2 separate regions of the Pan troglodytes genome follow, and region 2 is linked to region 1. The links are chromatin contacts, called in public HiChIP or PLAC-seq maps. All regions are on one chromosome and are shown on one strand. Each heading gives the region's core, a stretch centred on a gene start, on an enhancer-like site or on the middle of the called end of the contact. The rest is flanking DNA. Distances are from core to core; before and after follow the strand shown.

Region 1 (2,700 bases), core at 180-2,679:
GAGGTTGCAGTGAGCCGAGATGGCACCACTGCACTCCAGCATGGGCGACAGAGTGAGACTCCGTGTCCTTTTCCCTAAAAAAAAAAAAAAAGAGTAATTGGGGAAGTTGTGCTTCAAAAGAGTAATTGGGGAAGTTGTGCGTCTTAGGGCCTCTGGAATAATGGCTGGTAATATTTAGAATTCCAGCCCTTCTCATCCTACTTTGGTGGCTGGTGGCCTTTCATTCATTTTACAAGAACAGTTTAGCCCTTGGGAAGGGCTATTATTTAAGCTATAAACTGAATTCCTTCCCAAGGCTACTTTGGCCTATGCCCAGAAGTGGACAAAGACAGTTTAGAGGTTGAAAGGAAGATGAGGTGGGTTAGATCTGATATCTTTTACTGTCATTGATAAGGCTCCGATGACTGGAGGAACACCAGGGTCCTTGGTCTCTGATAGGCTTAATAACACAGACACACGTGGAGTGGTTTTAAGGAGCGAAAAGTTTAATAGGCAAGAAAGAAGGAAGGAAGACGAAAACAGCTCCCCCATACAGAGACAGAGGGAGCGGGGATTCCAACAAAGAGAAAGCGCCGTGTGCGGAAAAGTGGCTGCTTATCTGAGGATGCTGGAGGAGGCGGTGTCTGGTTTCCATAGGGCTCAGGGGATTAGTTTGATCAGATGTGTCATTTATGTGGCAGCCAAAAACCTGGCCCTCCCACCCTAGCTTTTTAATATGCAAATGTAGGGCTCCATGAAGTTCTACACACGTGGGAATATGTGGGGGGTGGCCATGTTGCCAGGCACATGTCAGGGCAAAGAAAAGGACGGCGGGAATCGCCATGTTTGGGTGCGTCCAGTTTCTAATGGCCTGCATTTCCATATCAAAGCTTGCCATCCTGCTCTAGGAGCCCAGGCTTTCCTGCTAGACAAGAAACCTTTCTGGAGCTGCTTTAAAAGAAACAAAAACTTCCCAAGGACCCCTTTCCTTCTCTATCTGCTTAAAATAATTTCTTAATAACTCCTATAACATCATAATTTCCTTAGGTATAATTTTGCAAAGGCGGTTTCAAAAGCTCTTTGGGGTCCTCAGTAATTTTTAAGAGTGTAAAAGGATTTTAACAACAAGTTTGCGAACCACTGTCCTTGAGAAGCTCTCCATGGATGCGCATGAGTCTGTCCAATTGGAGTCCTGGTGTATTTCTACATTAGATACCACACAGCAGTGAACACACAATGAACAGGTCAACACGTGTCATTATAGAACTGCGCAAAAGAGCTAGTATTTATATAATGTTTACAACCATGGAAAACAACACTATATTTTGCTTATGGGTACCTGTGGTAAGCACAACCCCAAATATTGCGGCCGAGGGGGACCTAGAAGGTCAAAGTGCGCCTCAGCATTTTCTCTCGCCCTGCACAAGCCGCATTCCGCCCCGAGAACTACGCTTCCCGGCAGGCTGCGCGCCGCGCGGTGACGCACTTCACCCAGTCCTGCTTCTTTCTTCTGGCGCCGCCAGTGGCCCGCGGTGCGCATTATAATCCGTTTCACACACGGTGCTGCTACCTCGTTTGCTTCGTGCGTGCGTGCGCAGATGTGGGCCCCGCGGGAGCAGCTACTGGGCTGGGCTGCGGAAGGTGAGTCGGGGCCGCGAGACCGCCTCCCCCATTCGGTGCTCCAGCCGCAGGCGCCGCGCAGGCGTCGGCCGTATCCACCAGGGATGCGCGTGGGGTGCGAGCTGTGTGAGGCGCTGACTACCCCTACAGCGGCTCTTACTCCCCTGGGGGGCCAGGTTCCTCCCTAGGTGTCCCGTACAGTCTCCACGGTGCTCACTCCACGACTCTTCACCGGGCATCCTGCACTTGTGCACTCCGGCAGTCATTGGCCATAAATGGCTGCTGAGCATTTGAGAGGTGTGGAGTGCAACTGAAGAACAGCATTTTGTATTATTATATTATATCATATTTATTTTGAGACGGAGTCTCGCTCTGTCGCCCAGGCTGGAGTGCAGTGGCGCGATCTCCGTTCACTGCAATCTCCGTCTCCCGGGTTCAAGCAGTTCTCTGCCTCAGCCTGCCGAGCAGCTGGGATTACAGGCGCCCTCCACCACGCCTGGCTAATTTTTGTATTTTTAGTAGAGACGGGGATTTCACCATGTTGGCCAGGCTGGTTTTGAACTCCAGGCCTCGTGATCCGCCCACCTCGGCCTCCCAAAGTGCTGGGATTACAGGCGTGAGCCACCGCGCCCGGAGTATATTATATTTTTATATTTTTTGAGTCGGTCCGGAGTGCAGTGGCGGGATCTAGGCTCACTGCAGCCTCCGCTTTCCCAGGCTCAAGTGATTCTCGTGCCTCAGCTTCCGGAGTAGCTGGGATTACAGGCGGCGCCTCACCACCCCGGCTGTTGTATTTTTAGTAGAGAGGGGATTTCGCCATATTTGCCAGGCTGGTCTCGAACTCCTGGCCTCAAGCAATCCACCCACCTTGGCCTCCCACAATGTTGGGATTACGGGTGTTAGCCACCCCACCCGGCCCAAAAGACTTTTTTTTTGGAGACAGAGTCTTGCTCTGTAGCCCAGGCTGGAGTGCAGTGGGCGATCTCTGCTCACTGCAACCTCTTTCTCCCAGGTTCCAGCGATTCTCCTGCCTCAGCCTACCAAGCGGCTGGAATTACAGGGACACGCCACCACGCCTGGCTATTTTTTTGTATTTTTAGT
Region 2 (2,848 bases), core at 295-2,794, 320 kb after region 1:
CACCCTTCCCCCAGGACTCATATCATGATCAAAGCCATGGCTCCAGGCTGCTGCAGCAGGATGAGCACAAAGAACTCTCCCCTTGCTTATCATACATAAGCAGAGGCAGGATCACAGGGAGACCCAGGCATGTCACTCAATCTCCTGATCTCCATTTCACTGTCTGTTAAACTAGATGTTCTCTGAGGTCCTGGACAAGCTGCAAATTCATTACAATGTTTCAGTTACTCCTAAAACAAATCTTTCTTTTCCTGGTAATAAAAAAGTTGCAGGCCAGGACCCACGCCTGTAATCTCAACACTTCAGAAGGCCAAGGCCAGAGGATCCACTTGAAGCTATGAGTTGGAGACCAGCCCAGACAACATAGCAAGACCCTGTCTCTACAAAAAAAAGAAAAAAGAAAAAAAAAAAGCTGGGTGTGGTGGCGCACCTATAATCCCAGCTAATCGGGAGGTTGAGGTGGGAGGATTGCTTGAGCCCAGAAGGTCGTGGCTGCAGTGAACTATGATCACGCCACTGCACTTGCTCCAGCTTGGGCCACTGAGCGAGACTCATCTCTTAAAAAAAAAAAAAAACTGCCAGCTCATTTAAGGACAGGCAGAAACTCAAGGAAGCGGTTTAAACACCTGGGACCCTAGGAGAGGTGAGCCCCTTAACAATTCCATGAATTTCAGCATTCTCCTAGCTGTTTCACTCTCCAGTTTTACTGTACACCCATGACCCCAGGTGGATACTTACATGTCCCGGGACACAGACACAGGCCCACACGGCATACTTTTCTGTCTCTATCCTGAGCACATCTCTGCTGAAGTTCCTGCCCAAGCTCAGCTTTAAGGCCAAGAGGCACCCTTCCTCCTGTTGGAAAACTAGCCCACCTTTGAAAGTTCTGGGCTCAGAGAGGCCAAGTAATTCACCTAGGGCCACACAGCTCAGTTCCAGTCCAACAACCCGGCCCACACTCCTTGGCCAGGAGAGAGGGAAGGGCCTGGGGTGCCCACAGGGTCCTCCCCAGGCTGGGGGCGATGGGGATTGGAGAGGGAAGCAAGGGGGCTAGAGCCCTCCCCGAGGTGATGGTGGCCAGACCTAGCCACCGCCAAGCCGATATGCCCCCACACACCTGTCCCCGCCCCCTGCTCTGCCACACCTGTCTCTGGCCCACCACTGTCACGACCGCCTCACCTGTCCCCAGCAGCCTCCCCAGTCACGGCAACCTCACCTGTCCCCGGTTCCCCATCTGTCTCCCGCCCCTTCTCCATGCGAGACCCCCGCCCAGGCCGCCCTACCCACCCATCCCGGTGCACCTCCCACCTCCTCCCAGAGGACCCCGCCTCACCACCGCGCTGGCAAGCGTGCAGAGCGGGCCGCCCATTGCTGTATGGCATCCAGATCTTCTTCAGGGGGTTCTGTGTCAATTCCCGTGGGGACGCCATCCCGGGGCCGGGATGAGTCGGACTGCGCCGCTTCCAACCCAGCAGCCGGGCCACCTCGGGCCACCCGAGGTCCCGCCCCTTGGGCCCCGCCCCTCCTCAAGCCGCGACAGCCCATGTCTATCTTCCCGCAGGTCCCGCCCCAGAGTGAGTAGGCTCCGCCCCAGCTGAAAGGGGCCCGGCCTCCGACCACGCATGCCCAACTCACCTACCCGCCCGTTTTGGAACAAGTGGGCCCAGTTCTTCAGGCCAGGATCGAGAATGCGCATGCTCAACTCCGGATTGCACTGGCCCCGCCCCAGTTCAAGGCCCGGATTGTGCAGGCCCGCCCCGGATGCGCAAACTCAGCGCTCCCAACCTGCCCGCGCTGATTTGCATAGGCCCCACCGACGGGCTCCGCCCTGGCGCTGCATCCCTGAGCAGCGGCACGCGTGAATTCTGCTACCTCCTTGCTAGGGAGCCCAGGGCCCCCAGGAGGGAGGGGTTTTCATGCAGTGGGACGAGGCCTACGTGACCCGCACGGCCAGGTTGGTCAGAGCCGACAGGGGCCAGTAGGCCTGCAGTCCCAGCCGTCAACTCCGCTGCGCCCTCCTGCCCCTGCTCGGGGTCCCCCTTGACTGCTCCGAGCCCCGGGACTCTTCCGCCGTCCATAGGAGCATGCTCAACCACGCTGGAAAAGCTCTTTTACCTCATGGATAGAGACTCAAAACACATTTCAATATTGTTCCTCTTTCTTTGCTTTGGCTGCTGGGAGCACATGCGTGGGACTTTTTTTTTTTGAGACGGAGTTTCGCTCCTGTTGCCCAGGCTGGAGTGCAATGGCGCTATCTTGGCTCACTGCAACCTCCGCCTCCCGGGTTCAAGGGCTGCTCCTGCCTCAGGTTCCCAAGTAGCTGGGATTACAGGCGCCCACCACCACGCCCTGCTAATTTTTGTATTTTTAGTAGAGGCGGGATTTCACCACGTTGGCCGGGCTGGTCTCGAACTCCTGACCTCAGGTGATACGCCCTCCTCAGCCTTCCAAAGTGCTGGGATTACAGGCGTGAGCCACCGCGCCCGGCCGTGCGTGGCACTTAGTAACCAAGTACTTTGGGTACTCACTGAGCCCTGGGAGTATCTTAATTGTCTTTCCAGAATTTCATTTTTTACAATTTTTTTTTGTTTTTGTTAGTATTTTGGTTTTTTTAACTAAAGTTTTACATATTTTTTGAAAATAATATGTTAATAACATTTTCTCTTCATCAGGAAAATGGGATGTGCACATTGTCTATCTTACAGTATTACAGTATAAATTAAGTATGTCAATCTCTAAGAAATTCATTTTAAAATACGTTATGGTTGCCTTTTACTATATTTGTATCTCCCTCTTGTCTTTGAAAATGCACTGGGGACAAGGAACAAGGGAGAGATCCAGAAGTTCG

Evidence for each region. HiChIP or PLAC-seq counts read pairs in DNA pulled down with a chosen protein or histone mark.
Region 2: an H3K4me3 HiChIP or PLAC-seq map of stem cell-derived excitatory neurons shows a contact between it and region 1, with 4 times the contacts expected there. The contact joins the promoter of PFKFB4 here to the promoter of ZNF589 in region 1. A contact is called at or near these places in 1 of 7 Hi-C or Micro-C datasets (stem cell-derived neural progenitor cells) and 1 of 1 datasets of contacts at active chromatin or transcription factors (stem cell-derived excitatory neurons).

Annotation. Positions count from the first base shown.
Region 1 is chr2:52,263,390-52,266,089 of NHGRI_mPanTro3-v2.0_pri, forward strand. It overlaps ZNF589 (zinc finger protein 589), which reads left to right and starts at 1,430. Exons shown (of 4, transcript XM_516434.9): 1 at 1,430-1,620. The coding sequence starts at 1,578.
Region 2 is chr2:52,584,178-52,587,025 of NHGRI_mPanTro3-v2.0_pri, forward strand. It overlaps PFKFB4 (6-phosphofructo-2-kinase/fructose-2,6-biphosphatase 4), which reads right to left and starts at 1,545. Exons shown (of 15, transcript XR_010155191.1): 1 at 1,334-1,545.